Linked DNA regions of Mus musculus: all the other regions are linked to region 1. A link is a contact called in public HiChIP or PLAC-seq and promoter capture Hi-C data. All regions are on one chromosome and are shown on one strand. The core of a region is the stretch at or near the end of the contact, and the rest is flanking DNA. Distances in the headings are between cores, read along the strand shown.

The links. Promoter capture Hi-C pulls out the DNA fragments that hold promoters and counts their contacts. HiChIP or PLAC-seq counts read pairs in DNA pulled down with a chosen protein or histone mark.
Region 2: a promoter capture Hi-C map of the HPC-7 cell line shows a contact between it and region 1. The contact joins the enhancer-like site here to the promoter of Kctd5 in region 1. A contact is called at or near these places in 5 of 39 promoter capture datasets (the C10 cell line, the HPC-7 cell line, cranial neural crest and 2 more) and 2 of 9 other capture datasets (adipose tissue and liver).
Region 3: a FOXA1 HiChIP or PLAC-seq map of pancreatic cancer cells shows a contact between it and region 1. The contact joins the promoter of Abca3 here to the promoter of Kctd5 in region 1. A contact is called at or near these places in 17 of 39 promoter capture datasets (the 3T3-L1 cell line, the C10 cell line, the HPC-7 cell line and 13 more), 4 of 484 Hi-C or Micro-C datasets (CD4 T cells, embryonic stem cells and forebrain) and 3 of 115 datasets of contacts at active chromatin or transcription factors (effector CD8 T cells, memory CD8 T cells and pancreatic cancer cells).

The regions. Positions count from the first base shown.
Region 1 is chr17:24,071,097-24,075,352 of GRCm38.p6, reverse strand. It overlaps Kctd5 (potassium channel tetramerisation domain containing 5), which reads left to right and starts at 1,868. Exons shown (of 6, transcript NM_027008.2): 1 at 1,868-2,176. The coding sequence starts at 1,925. Pdpk1 (3-phosphoinositide dependent protein kinase 1) reads left to right here. Exons shown (of 14, transcript NM_011062.4): 14 at 1-1,673.
Region 2 is chr17:24,326,980-24,331,322 of GRCm38.p6, reverse strand. Abca17 (ATP-binding cassette, sub-family A (ABC1), member 17) reads left to right here. Exons shown (of 31, transcript NM_001031621.3): 6 at 2,535-2,794; 7 at 3,568-3,684. Among named protein-coding and RNA genes, the nearest start is that of Abca17, 22 kb to the left of the region's middle. Within about 2 kb of position 1,257, at least 2 of the 459 cell types and tissues checked have an H3K27ac peak or open chromatin away from gene starts, as enhancers often do. A contact at or near this core is called in the HPC-7 cell line, where this site is marked.
Region 3 is chr17:24,350,243-24,354,602 of GRCm38.p6, reverse strand. Abca3 (ATP-binding cassette, sub-family A (ABC1), member 3) reads right to left here and starts at 2,580. Exons shown (of 33, transcript NM_013855.3): 1 at 2,352-2,580. Abca17 (ATP-binding cassette, sub-family A (ABC1), member 17) reads left to right here and starts at 3,544. Exons shown (of 31, transcript NM_001031621.3): 1 at 3,544-3,635.

The sequences.
Region 1 (4,256 bases), core at 619-3,118:
TGCTCTAAGGCTTCCAAGTGCTTGGTGATGTTTTCAGAATCTTGTACTTTGTGTCCACGATGGTACTGAATCTGCTTCTACACAGTCAGCAGAGATAAAGTGTTGAACTGACCTTGCTACATGCCTAATGGATAATTCATAATTAAGTTTATAGACTCAGAAATGCATTTGGGCCATTTGGGAATCAGTAGCAAAGCAGAATAGCAAAGCTCTTCTTGGAAAAGAAACCACACAGATGATTGAGTTTTACTAAAAGTACAGCTGTGAGTGTTCTTGCTCCACACCTCAGGTCTTGGTTCAGGACAGCACAGTGGCTAGGCTTTGTCATTGCCAAGGATGGGTATCCCCACTGATGCTTATGTAAACCTTCTTGTGCGCTGCAGTGCTGCACGGAACTGTAGTGCCCACCCAAATCAGATAGTAGCTTTATCTGTGTTGGGTGGGGCCTGCTGGTTCAATTTGGAAACATGCAGCAGAGATTTTCTGTGTTACTTGACTGTCAGAGCTTAGGGCTGGAGATGTGTAGAAATCAGTTTCCTGCCCTCCTCTGCCTCAAGGCTTCTCCCCATTGTTCTATAGACCTGGGGTGTTCATCTGAGACTTGGGAGGCCACAGCAACTCTGAATATGGTGAAGATACTCCTATACACGTTTCTATTTGTTTTAATGCAAAACCCAACATAAACTGGTGCTGATGCCAGTGGGTGTAGCACCTCGTGGGTAGAAGGTAAGACAAGGGCCCTGACATTGAACAGGGCTGGAACCACTCTCAGAACCTCTGAAGATACCTAGCTTCTGGCCTAACACTTCAGGGTTATAAGTCAGAATGTGGAAAAATGGCCTGCAATGTGAGGGAAGCTGTTTCTGTCAAAAGCACTTTTGCAGCAGTAAGCAAATGAATTAACCAATATGAATACCTGAAAATTCCCTGTAACTCATTTCTTCCATATGAAGAATCCAAACTGAACAAAAGTTTTTACAAATAGCAAAATTTTCCCTCCCCATGTAGTCCACCCTAGTTTAATCATCTGGGTTAATGACTACAAGTAGGTCATTGTGCAGGTTAAAGCCACGACCATAGTGTGATTGGACATGTGCAAATTAAAAACTGTTACAGTATTTAGAGCTGCTGCGGCTGGTCCATTAGCCACGTACAGTAGGATGAATTGCTGTCATTCAGGTTGGTGGCAGTCAGTTAGAACATGTGTAATATTCTCTACCTGTTCTGTAGCTGTAACTGTGATGTACAGGCAAAGGAAAAATTAAAAATACTTATGAAAACAGATAATGCAATGATACTGGGATATACACTTTTGTATTTTTATTCTTATATAAGGTTATTTGCTGGCTATTGTCGGCCTCTAGTTCAGTCTGTGTTATTTAAATTCTAATATATGAATTATTTGGATTGAATTCATGTTTGGGGCCACGTTGTTGTATGTATTGATGTACAGCCTTGAGTGTGAATAATTATTGTAAACTATATTTTACAACTTTTTTCCTGGCTTTATTATATAAATTTTCTATTTGGTCATGGTTTAATCATATAATTTAATGAAACAACTTTTCTTTTTTTTGTTTTTTTCAAATATCTGTGCTTTAGATGTAATTACCGGATGATGGATTTCCCTCGTATGCTCGGTAGTCTTGTAATAAAAGCATGTAGAGTGTACACTTTGTTTGCCATGGAGCCTCTTTGAGTAGGGGCGGAGCTTGAGCCGAGGATGCTCGTGAGAACCCGAGACTTGCTCCGGCCGGAAGTGGTAATCTCCGGCCTGCTTTTCGAGCCGGAACTTCCGCCTTGCACATGAGCCCTGGGCGGGCACTTTATTGGGGCGTACCTATGGGCGGGACAACTCAGGGGGGCTGTATTAAAGAACGGACGCTTCCGGCGAAGGGCCGCTGTGGCGGGGCTTGTTAGGATCATGGCGGAGAATCACTGCGAGCTGCTGCCGCCGGCTCCGAGCGGCCTCGGGGCGGGGCTGGGGGGCGGCCTGTGCCGCCGCTGCAGCGCTGGGATGGGCGCCCTGGCTCAGCGCCCCGGTGGCGTGTCCAAGTGGGTCCGGCTCAACGTCGGCGGCACCTACTTCCTCACCACCCGGCAGACGCTGTGCCGGGACCCGAAGTCTTTCCTGTACCGCTTGTGCCAGGCGGACCCCGACCTAGATTCGGACAAGGTGAGGGCCTCGCGGGTCAGCAGGGGTCTGGCCGCCCTAGTCGCCACTCGCGACACACACCTCTTCACAATGAGGGCGCCCGGCGGAGCGGGCCGGAGGGAGGATGGCACTCTGGTACCCACCTGCCTCGGCCCTTTGGTTTAACAGTGCCTCTTTCTTCTTTCATGCTCTTCGGTCGAGAAGGACCCAAGCTTTGCTGTGGCCCTACTTTCTTCTCCCCAGATTCTTTTGCCCAGGGTGTGTGACCACCACCGCCCAACTATTTGCTGGCTTTGGAACCTGAGAACCCTTTGCATTCATCTGGTCTTTTCACATTCCAGACGTCTAAATTAACGTAGGCCATGGGGGTTGACACAGTGACTACCCTTTTTCCAGTGATTTGCAGAGTTTGTGCTTTATCCTTCTCATTCATAAGGACAGGCACGGCATCTCTTAGAAGGTACCACCTGAGTAGAAATGTTCAAAGGTGTCAGTTTAATTCTAATAAATGAATTATTTGTATTGAATTCATGTTCGGGGCCAGGTGTCAAAAAATCTTAGGGTTGTGAAAGAGACCAGGTAGAGAATCTTTTTCCATCTCCTTTTCAGACTTCATTTCCCCACCGCCTTTGAAAAGGGTAGGGATTTCCAGCTTAGTTTGTGGTTTGTCTATCTTTAATTTAATTAAACGCTAATACTGTTAATACCTGTGGTAATAGAAAGTATTTCAATTATTATCATTACAAAAGTTGTGTGTCGTACTGCATACTGAAAAATTAGTATTGTGCAGGATTGAAACTTAGGAACAAATCGTTCACTCCCCTTTCCCCCTAGGCAGTTTATTAGCCTTGTACTAACTGAGTTTTCTGGTTCAGCCTACATGATGGTGCTTGATTTTGTGCCTTGCCAGCCTGAAAGTGACTACTCAGGAGGTTTTCCAGAAAGATCGAGCCCATTGCACTTTAAACGGCCTAACAGAGCACCTTCTCAGTGAGGGAGGCCTGGCATTATGACCAGGAAATGAACTCTTGAGTTACTGCAAAATAATCAAGAAGTTAGAGTTTGAGATACTACTATGGTAGTTCTTCATATCCTTCCTCCCAGCTGTTACCATTACTGAGTTGACCAAATCTCTTCACTCTTAGAGGATTGCCTTCTAGAAAATGGCAGAAGTCTGACAGATAGAAATAGGCTTTTGTCAGTGCTGTTTCCTTTTTATAGTGAGGGTGTGTACTTTACGATTGGTTTTTCAAACAGTAGGCATTTATAGTCATTCTTGTTTTTCTACCCAAGCATCCCTGTCTTGTGTATTAAGTCAGATTTTAAGTCAGCCTTGGCCCTTGGCTTCTGGTGTCTTTTTGCTTACTTAGCACTGGAACAAGGTATATAGGGCTGTTTGACTTCAGCATAGTTAAAGTCAAATATATCTCTTCATTTTACTATCTTTTAAGATTACTTTATAAATTATCTTTATTGTGCTGATGAGATGGCACCTGCTGCCAACCAAACCTGAAAACTTGAGTCTCTAGGATCCACAAGGTGGAAGGAAAAAACTGACTCTTAAAAGTTAAACTCTGAGTTCAAGCACTTTGGGAGGCAGAGGCATGACGATATATAAGTTTGAGGCCAGCCTGGTCTACAGAGCGAGTTTCAAGACAGCCAGGTTTACACAGAGAAACGCTGACTCAAAACACAAACAAACAAACAAAACAAAACAGCTGGAGAGCAGCTCAGTGGATGAAAGTACCGGCTGCTCTTCCAGAGACCCAGGGTTCAATATTCAACACCCACATGAAGCAGCTCACCACTCTCTGTAACTCCAGTTTCAAGGGATCTAGCACCCATATAGACATAGGCAAGCAAAACACTAATGCACATAAAATAAAATGAGTCATTAAAATTTCATATACAAAAAAGCCTGGTGTGGTGGTGCACGTCTTTAATCCCAGCACTCAGGAGGCAAAGACAGATGGATCTCTGTGAGTTCCAGGCCAGCCTGGTCTACAGAGTGAGTTCCCACACACAGAGAAACCCTGTCTCAAAAACAAAACAAACAAAAAATTAAAAATAAAGTTGTACACTGACTTCTCAGTACTATTAT
Region 2 (4,343 bases), core at 8-2,507, 260 kb before region 1:
TATTCCACTCCTGCTTTGGGGGATATCTCCAGGCTCTGCCTCCAGAATTCCTGAACCTGGGGCTAGGGAGATGGTCCAGCTGGTGTAGTGCCGCTCCACAAGCTGAAAACCTGAGCTGAGTCCCCAGGGCTCCTGTGAAAAGCTGGGTGTGATGCCACGTTTATAATCTCAGCAATGGGAGGCAGAGGCCAGCTGATTCCTGGGGCTCCCTGGTCAGCCTAGCCTAATCATCTACCCCCAGTCCCAGCAAGAGACCCTGTCTCAAAAACAAGGTTTAGTGCTCTTCAGGGACAACACTAAAAGTTGGCCTCTATCTTCCACACACATGGGGACAGTGGCAGCAGTGGGGAATGGGAGTTCTGAACACATGGCCCCTGCATGACCCTGCTTGACCCCTGTGTTAGTTAAGGCTTCATTTGATCTTACTTGCTCTTTCTGAATCTTTAGGTCTCTCTTAAGTTCTAATTCCATCCACCTTGCCCACCCGCAACTGGGGTGGGTGGGTGGAGGGAATAGCGGCAGCTTCTTCCTTGAGATCTCATGGTCCTAGCTGGCTGTGCCAATCCCCACTCCTTCGTTTCCCTTTCTGGAGGAGGGAATACACATAGGACTTCTAGAGATGCCTCACCTGAGTTTAAGGCTACCTGCTTATCCTTAGCCAAATACGGAGGGGAAGTGCCCTTTCTCAGGAAACATCCTGTATGTACTCGATAATAAATACCACAGAGCCAGAGTGTGAAGGGACAAGGTGCTCTCTACCTTGGAAGATCCTTGTATAGAACATGCCTTGTCTTTTCTGCCAAAATTTGTTTTCTGCCAAAATTTGTTTTCTGCCAAAATTTGTTTTCTGCTGGGTAGTGGTGGCGCATGCCTTTAATCCCAGCACTTGGGAGGCAGAGGCAGGCAGATTTCTGAGTTCAAGGCCAGCCTGGTCTACAAAGTAAGTTCCAGGACAGTCAGGGCTACCCAGAGAAACCCTGCCTAGAAAAATGAAAACAAACAAACAAACAAACAAACACCCCAAAATCCCCCAACAGAATTTGTTTTCTGATCATTGCTCCATTCCCCGGCCCTCCAGAGGCCCCTCTCTATCCTCTATGGTGTTTGATGAGGTCTCTGGGAACATCTTTCTCATTTCCTGAGAAAGGGCACGTCCCCTCCCTATTTTGCTAAGGATAAGCAGGTAGCCTTAAACTCAGGAGGTAAGGCATTCCTAGAAGCTCCTATGTCCTACAGGACTCTGAAGCTGGCTTGTGACTCAGCATTCTCTGCAGGAAGCTCTGCTGGCTTTCTGAAACTTTCCAGCGTGAGTAAAGGAGTCTTCCTTAGTGACTGCTTTCTGCCATCTTGTCTGCTGTGGAAAGGAACATAACTGTATTTAACAGTGTAGATGTCCCCACCTGGCTCCCAGTTTCCTGGACCTGGCCACTCCATGACAGCCCCCAGCTCCCTCTCTGACACCTCTAGACTTGTGGAGAAGTCACAGCACACCACTGAAAGGCTCTTTCCTTCACACAGAGCAAACGATTCCTGAGTGAGGGCCCAGGAGCCAATTCTCACAGGAAGGATGCAAGCTCTCCAGTTCATTTTAGGTTTCTTGGATGCCCTATTTGTGAGAGGTTAAACATGGACACCAGTTAAACAACTAACTATTCTTCCAAAATTGAGGTATTGTCAACACCTCCCTATAGGATGACTGCACAATTGTCTTGAAGCCTTTGGCCTGCAGGCCAAACTGGAACCCAAGTCTCGGTACTCAAGTTCCTACCCTGATTCCACAAAATATCCTGTAATTGTTTACTGAAACACTCCTGCAAAACAAACAAGAGTATGTAGCATTAGCCAAGATGCTGTCCAAGTTATTAATAACCATCAGTTTGTCCTTCCCTTTCTCAGTTTGACAGATCTGGAGGTTTGCCCATATCTAGACAATGGGACATAGTGGTCATCTCTACTACAGGGATAACATCCCCCTACCTGAAGGCTGCTTGCCCTTGCTTGGAACTAGAGCAGATATCATTCCAGGGATCCTTGCTGTGCAATCTTTTTTATCGAAAGCTGGAACACCACTACACTGTTGAAAAGAGGGCTGCTTATGATAAGGACAGTGCTTGTAGCTTGCCAGCAAAATACAAGAATGTAATCCTTTCTTTATGCAGCAGTCAGCACAATCAGGAAGTCTGTGTCTTTCAAATGCATTGAGTTTAACCATCCTGTATGTACTGGATAATAAATACTGTAGAGTGGATGCTCTGTCCACAGAGCCAGAGTGCGAAGGGACAAGGTGTTCTCTACCTTGGAAGATCCTTGTATAGAACATGCCTTGTCTTTTCTGCCAGAATTTGTTTTCTGATCATTGCTTCATTCCCCAGCCCTCCAGAGTGGCCCCTCTCTGTCCTCCATGCTGTTTGATGAGGTCTCTGGGGACATCTTCTGGCTTCTGTCTTAACGACTAGCCAGGAGCCACCTGAATTTTCAGTCTTTTCAGTCTTCAATCTTTACTTTCTTACACCTGACACTCTGTTTTCTTGTAGGCTACAACAAAGAAGGCTTCCTGGCCATACAGCATGCCGTAGACAAAGCGATTATGCGGCACCATGCCCCCAAAGCAGCACTTAACATGTTCAAGGATCTCCACGTCTTGGTGCAGAGATTCCCATTTGGGCCCCATATCCAGGACCCATTCTTAGTGATCCTTCAGAATGAGTTCCCTCTGCTCCTCATGCTCAGCTTCATCTGTGTTGAGCTCATAATCACCAATTCCGTTTTGTCGGAGAAGGAGAGGAAACAGAAGGTAACTCTGTCCTCAAGTGCAGGGCTCTGGGGAGGCCGCTGTTGAAATGTCCTGAATAGGACCAAGGCCTGGGCAGGTGGGAGGAGCCTCTACCTCTCAGGTACAAATGAAGAACACTTTCTTATCTGTAGGAGGGAGTACCGTCTCTTGATACTGCACATACGCTTGCTTTTAGATTGCCCAGCCTAATAAGTCCTAGTAGGTCAGCACACCGCTGCTAACAGGGCAGGTGTGAAGAAAATGTTCGCATACAGGGAACTTGTATCCACAATTAACTCACCCCCATCTGTGGGAAGGCTGTTTGGAAGCATCTTCCGGGAAAACACAGCCTAAGAGGCTTTTGTGACCTCTGAGTTGGTCCCGAGGCTGTTGTCACTGCTCACGTTCCGTGCTCTTCTGGTCACACGACCTCCATGACTTCCTTTTCCTGCTTAGGTTTTCATTTCTTAGACGTGGTGTCCTTCTGCGGCCAGCAGTGAATGTCCTGAGCCCACTGTGTTTCCAGCTGACCGTGGACTCACGGTCCTTTTGCTTCTGCCTCCCAGGTTCTAGAAGCACACCTGGCCAACTGTCAGTCCCTGTTCTATTCCTTCACCATTTAGCTAGATCAGACTCCGTCAGCCTTAGTGGCTGACAGAGTCCAGGCACACACAGCCTGTCACCCGAATCTGCTGGATTGCGGTGACAGACTCTGAGACTAGAGACCCTAAGACATGCAACTGCACTGGTAACTAGTCTCCTGAGTCTAATCCCAGGCTCTCTTGCTTTTCTAGGAATATATGAGTATGATGGGAGTGGAGAGCTGGCTGCACTGGGTTGCTTGGTTCATCACGTTTTTCATTTCTGTCTCAATTACTGTTTCTGTTATGACCGTACTTTTTTGCACAAAGGTATGCTTTGTTCTTTAGAATATGGTGAGCCATGAATGGGTAGGAAAGAATAGGGTGTGGGGTGGGTCATACAGTTATTGATGAATGTGTAGAGGTTTTTGCTGAAACTCTGGGGAATTAAGCATTCTTCACCCTCTTTCATCTTCCCCTCTCCTGCCCCCTTTTTTCTTTTTTCTTTTGAGATAGAGGCTCACTATGGAGCTCTGGCTGGCATGGAATTCACTCTACAGACCAGACTGATCTTGAATTTATGTTAACCCTCAACTTTATCTCCAAAATGCTGGGGTTACCGCCTTGTACTGCCAAACCTAATCTAGTATTTAGGGACTTGAGGCTCACAAATTACTCTCCGCAGGCTTGAAAATATAAATTTCACACTGTACAATAGTTGAAAATACTTGCTAACATTATTTTACTTCAGTGTCACCATGGTTTTGTTTTTGTTTTTTTTTTGTTTGTTTGTTTGTTTGTTTGTTTTTTGAGACAGGGTTTCTCTGTATAGCCCTGGCTGTCCTGGAACTCACTCTGTAGTCCAGGCTGGCCTCGAACTCAGAAATCTATCTGACTCTGCCTCCCAAGTGCTGGGATTAAAGGCGTGCACCACCACCGCCCCAACACCATGGTTTTTTTTATGGTGTCAATAGAGTTTGATACTAACA
Region 3 (4,360 bases), core at 1,331-3,830, 280 kb before region 1:
TGTCCCAAAGCAGGCTCTACAAAAAGAATTCTACAAAATGCGTGCTGTTGCTTGCTTTCCTGCCTAATTCCCATGCTACAGCCCCGGTCCCATTCCCTGGATAGCCAGCTTTTCTGCCCTCCTAGGCATGGGGAGTGAGGTCATGAAGCAACAGGCGTCCCCAGAGAGGTAACCATGGATGTTCAGTAACAAGTGCAGCAGCAAGGAGCTCATTACAGCTTCTGCAAAGGTGACCACTGGCCTGTTGACGCCAGGCCTTGTGCTATTCCCAGGGAATGGCACTGATGCAGGAATGGGCCACAGGCCTTTCACTCCACACACAGAATGGGCCTTCACCACGTCAGTCTGTTGAGAGTATCATCCAACACACTGCTCTAACTGATGAGACCCTATCATTTCCTAGCCTACTTCAGAGCCAGGCCCTGTGAATGCTGCCTCTGATAAGGAGAAGTTCTTCATCTTAACTGCAGAGCAGAACCTTCTAGAGGTGTTTTCAGATAGAAACTTCAGTCTGAGGCCTACCCATGAAGACTGTAGGCTCTGGCTGGGCACATGAACATTTCTCTGGAACAACTCTATCTTGCATTCTCAGTTCAGCTCTCCTACTCCTTTAGACACGGGTGGCATCTATTCTGGATGTGTCCTGTACCACTTAGCCCATTCTTTAATAAAAACCAAACACGGTATTTATTTCTCTGTGCTGTGGTGGGGGGCATGCATGTACCATGGTGTCTGTGTGGAGGTCAAGGGCGACTTGCTGGAGCTGGCCCTCTGTTATCTCGTGAGTCACTGGGATCTAACTCAACCTGTCGGGTTTGATTGTTAGACACCTTAATTCACTGACCCATTTGGCCAGGCCTGCTTCTGATTGAAGCCACTTTCTTGTGAGTAAATTAGTGCCATTTGAAGATCTCTACGGGCAGGGATCATCTAGTGACTCAGAATCATGCCTGGAGCCTTGCGCATTAGAAGACTGATGAACGTACCTGAGAGTTCTAGAATGTGGCTCTAGGCAGACTCAGTGTATCAAAGGAACCCCCTGCCAATTGCCAGAAGCAGGGCTGAAGGAGAAACCATAAAGCCCATAAAGGCCAAACTAAGGCCTTCCCAGTTAAGACCAAGTCAAAATAGTTTCTATGTGACAGCCTGGTCAATGTAACAGGGAAAGTTAGTGGCTTGTTAAGAAGAACTCCAGCTACCTGGTCATGCTCTGAAAGGCTGTTCTGTCAGAATGGTGGAATGCCGCCTGCCCTAGAGGAAGATATTATCTGTTTGCAAGGGCTCAATTCAAACCAATGTGGGTGAGGGGGATTCCCATGACACTCATTTTTTTAAAAATCAACTTTTCCTCTCCCCACCCTGTCTCTTACTTCCCACGAGGCAAGCTTTCTAAAATGGTTTCAGTCTTTTCAAGCTTACAAATGGCAACACCAAACAAAACTCTCTGGATGAAATAAGGCTGCTTAGGAGACAGGGGCAGAATTCAGTTCCTTAAGCCTTGCCTGGGTCTCCACATTGTTACTACAAAGCCCCAGTCACTCATTGGGAGAGCATTTCCTGAGTGCTCCTCACGTTACAAACACCAAGTCCCTATTTATGATACAAGAACCGTTCAGGCCTGGAGGCAAAGGGACAGACAGAAATACCTTTTAAGACAAAGCCCAAATGGGCCACACACAGGGAAAGCTCAAGCGTGCAGTACCAGGGACCTGACCCCCAGGCTGGAGCCCTGACCCCCAGGAACTAGTCGAAGTTCGGGGTCGGTCATTCTGAGCACCAACACCAAACACCGAGACACTTGACCAGAGCACAGTTGCTGTAGTTGCTGTGGTTCCCCCTTCCGAGTTCTGTATTGCACATTGAGGGCTTCGCCAACTTCAACCCCTATCAAAGCATCCCTTGAACCCTACGTTAAAGTTCATGAAAACGAAGATGCTGAAGCTTGAAGAACTGGGAGGAATTCCATCCAGGACCAGCACTGGCCGGTTGAGCCTGGAGCATTCCGCCGGCCTGCTGTGTCGCAGCCCGCAAAGCGCCTGAGGGCGGCGGCTGTCTGTCCACCTGCCAGGCCCGCACAATAGACCCCGTAACGACCCAGCGGTCTGTGCGGGTTCCTGCGAGCCCCGCGACCCCGCTATAGCGGGGACACACCCAGCATGAGGACGCCAAGACAGCTACACCTGCAGCAATACGAAGGGTCAGTCCGCGAGCCCGCAGGTCCCGGCGATAGGCAGGGGCTCGGAGGCCCCAGGTTGGGGCGCTGCCCGCTGGCAGAGTGGAGACCCGGGCAAGGACGGGAAATCTCAGAGCCCCGAGCTAGCGCGCGAGTGACAAGTCCTAGTGACACTCACCGACCCTCAGCGCCAGGGTGGCGGCGGTCTGCGCAGCTCTCTCGCCAGGTTCCCTCCCTTAGACTCCCGGTCCTGCTCCAGCCTTGCTGGGGCGGTTGCGGCCGAAGCTGACAACTGAGGCGGCGGGGCAGAGAGGAGGCGCCTGCGACAGGCGCGGGTGGAAGAACGCACCAGGAAGCTCCGGCTCCTGGAGGGGGTGGGGGGGCGCGTCGGAGCGCGCGTGCGCACTGGGCCGCCCCTGCAGGTGCCCCGGGTTTGCCCCCGGCCGGCTCAGCCTCGCCTAAGCTCTGGATTCAGCGTCTGCGCAGTGCCTGGCACATGTTGCCCAGCTCCGACAGAGGGCGCTCTGCGTAGCGCGTGCACCCCTCCCAGTTCAACATTCCGGATCGTGCGTCTGCGCAGTACTCCACGCAGGTCTCACCTCCAGTGGGCAAGCGCTTGTAGGGTGGGGTGAGCGTGCGTGATGGGTTGCCCCTGCGGGTTTTCTCCGCATCCGCCACTGATCGTGCAGCACGCCCTTGCTCGCGTCCAGCAAACAGTAGGCGTTAGTTTGGGGCTCTGAGCCCCGGGGTCGCTGGCCTGAAGCTCATCTCTGGACAAATGTGTTTCAAAGCAGTTGAGGCTGTAACATCAAGAATCTCACTTTCGCAGCGGGATTCAAGTTCCTCTTTCTCTTCAGGGCTCTCTCCCCATCTCACTCTTGTCACCAAGAGAAAGTGCTACTTTCTGCTCTCAGCAGGAGGAACCCAAGCCCTAGTGAGGTTAGGTCTAGGAACCTTTCAGAGGCGACAGCCCACAGCTAGGAAAGGGAAAGTCACGGTCCAGCCCAGCAGCACCACTAGGAGAATACAGTCAGGGTGGGAGGGGGTTCTCAGGGATCTGGGTCTCCTCAGGCAGAAGGCAGGGCGTCGGGGTCTCTTGGGCGGTAGAGTTTCCTCGGACAGGAGATTGGGGCGTTAGGATTTCTTCAGGCAGTAGACAGGCATGGAGGTGGGAGGGGGTTGTGGTTCCTTCAGACAGTAGGATGCGAACATCTGTGTGCCCTCGGCCCAGGCAGGAGGGAATGGCATTGGAATCACAGGTTGCTGCAGCTTGGGCATCCGCGCGGCTGGCCCGGGAGAAGCGGGGTTGAGCGTGGGCGTGGCCGTGTCGCGGGGCCAACAGTCGTCGAGGGCGATCCAGCGGGTCCTTCAGTGCCCGTGGCCACGGACAGGGTGCCTGCGGTGAGTGAGGCGCAGCCCTCCCCGGATTCCGGGCTGCGGACCAGACCTGCCTAGCCTTAAGGTAACCCTGGGATCGTGACTTCCGAATCAATGCCAGTTACACTGTGGTCATAACCTCTCGCTCTCTAGGGTCCTGTATGGCTAACCAGAAGATGGACTCCCTAAGAAAAGAGCCCTTGCCTGGTACATGGTCAGTTCCCTGGGGTCCTAGAACACCTTGTCCAGAAATGCTCTAGTCAAGTTTGCCGAATAAAGGGAGTCTCAAAGACCTGGCTTCAGGTCTTGAGTCCTTCACTAGTGTATTCAAGTCATTGTATTTTCCAGAATCTTAATTTCTCATTCCTAAAATTGAAATGGTAGTAATAGCGTATTCAAAGGTTGCGGTTCCCCCACAACCACCACTTTTTTTCCAAAGTGAAATGAGAAAAGTGCATGCTTAAGGGATTATCATCATGCCTGGCACTTAAATGGCAGTATGTGCCTGTTGTAACAAGCATGTAGCGGTGTGTGTTGGGGGAGATGGGGGGACAATTAAAGCAAGGTGGGGATTTGGATTATTGGTGTGCTGTAAACATCTCCAAAAGACTTTGTCCCCAAAGACTTTCTCTCCATCATCCTTCCAACCCAAAATGTCTCTCCCATTCTCTATTTCATGATAGGAGGTGTATGAATCTGGCTGACTGGAACTGGACGTTAAACTTAATCGCTTTTCTTTCAAAACAGTACTTGCCATTTTCAACTTAAATTCTTTAGTCCTTTCCAAACCTAAGCCTAGTTCTGCAGAAC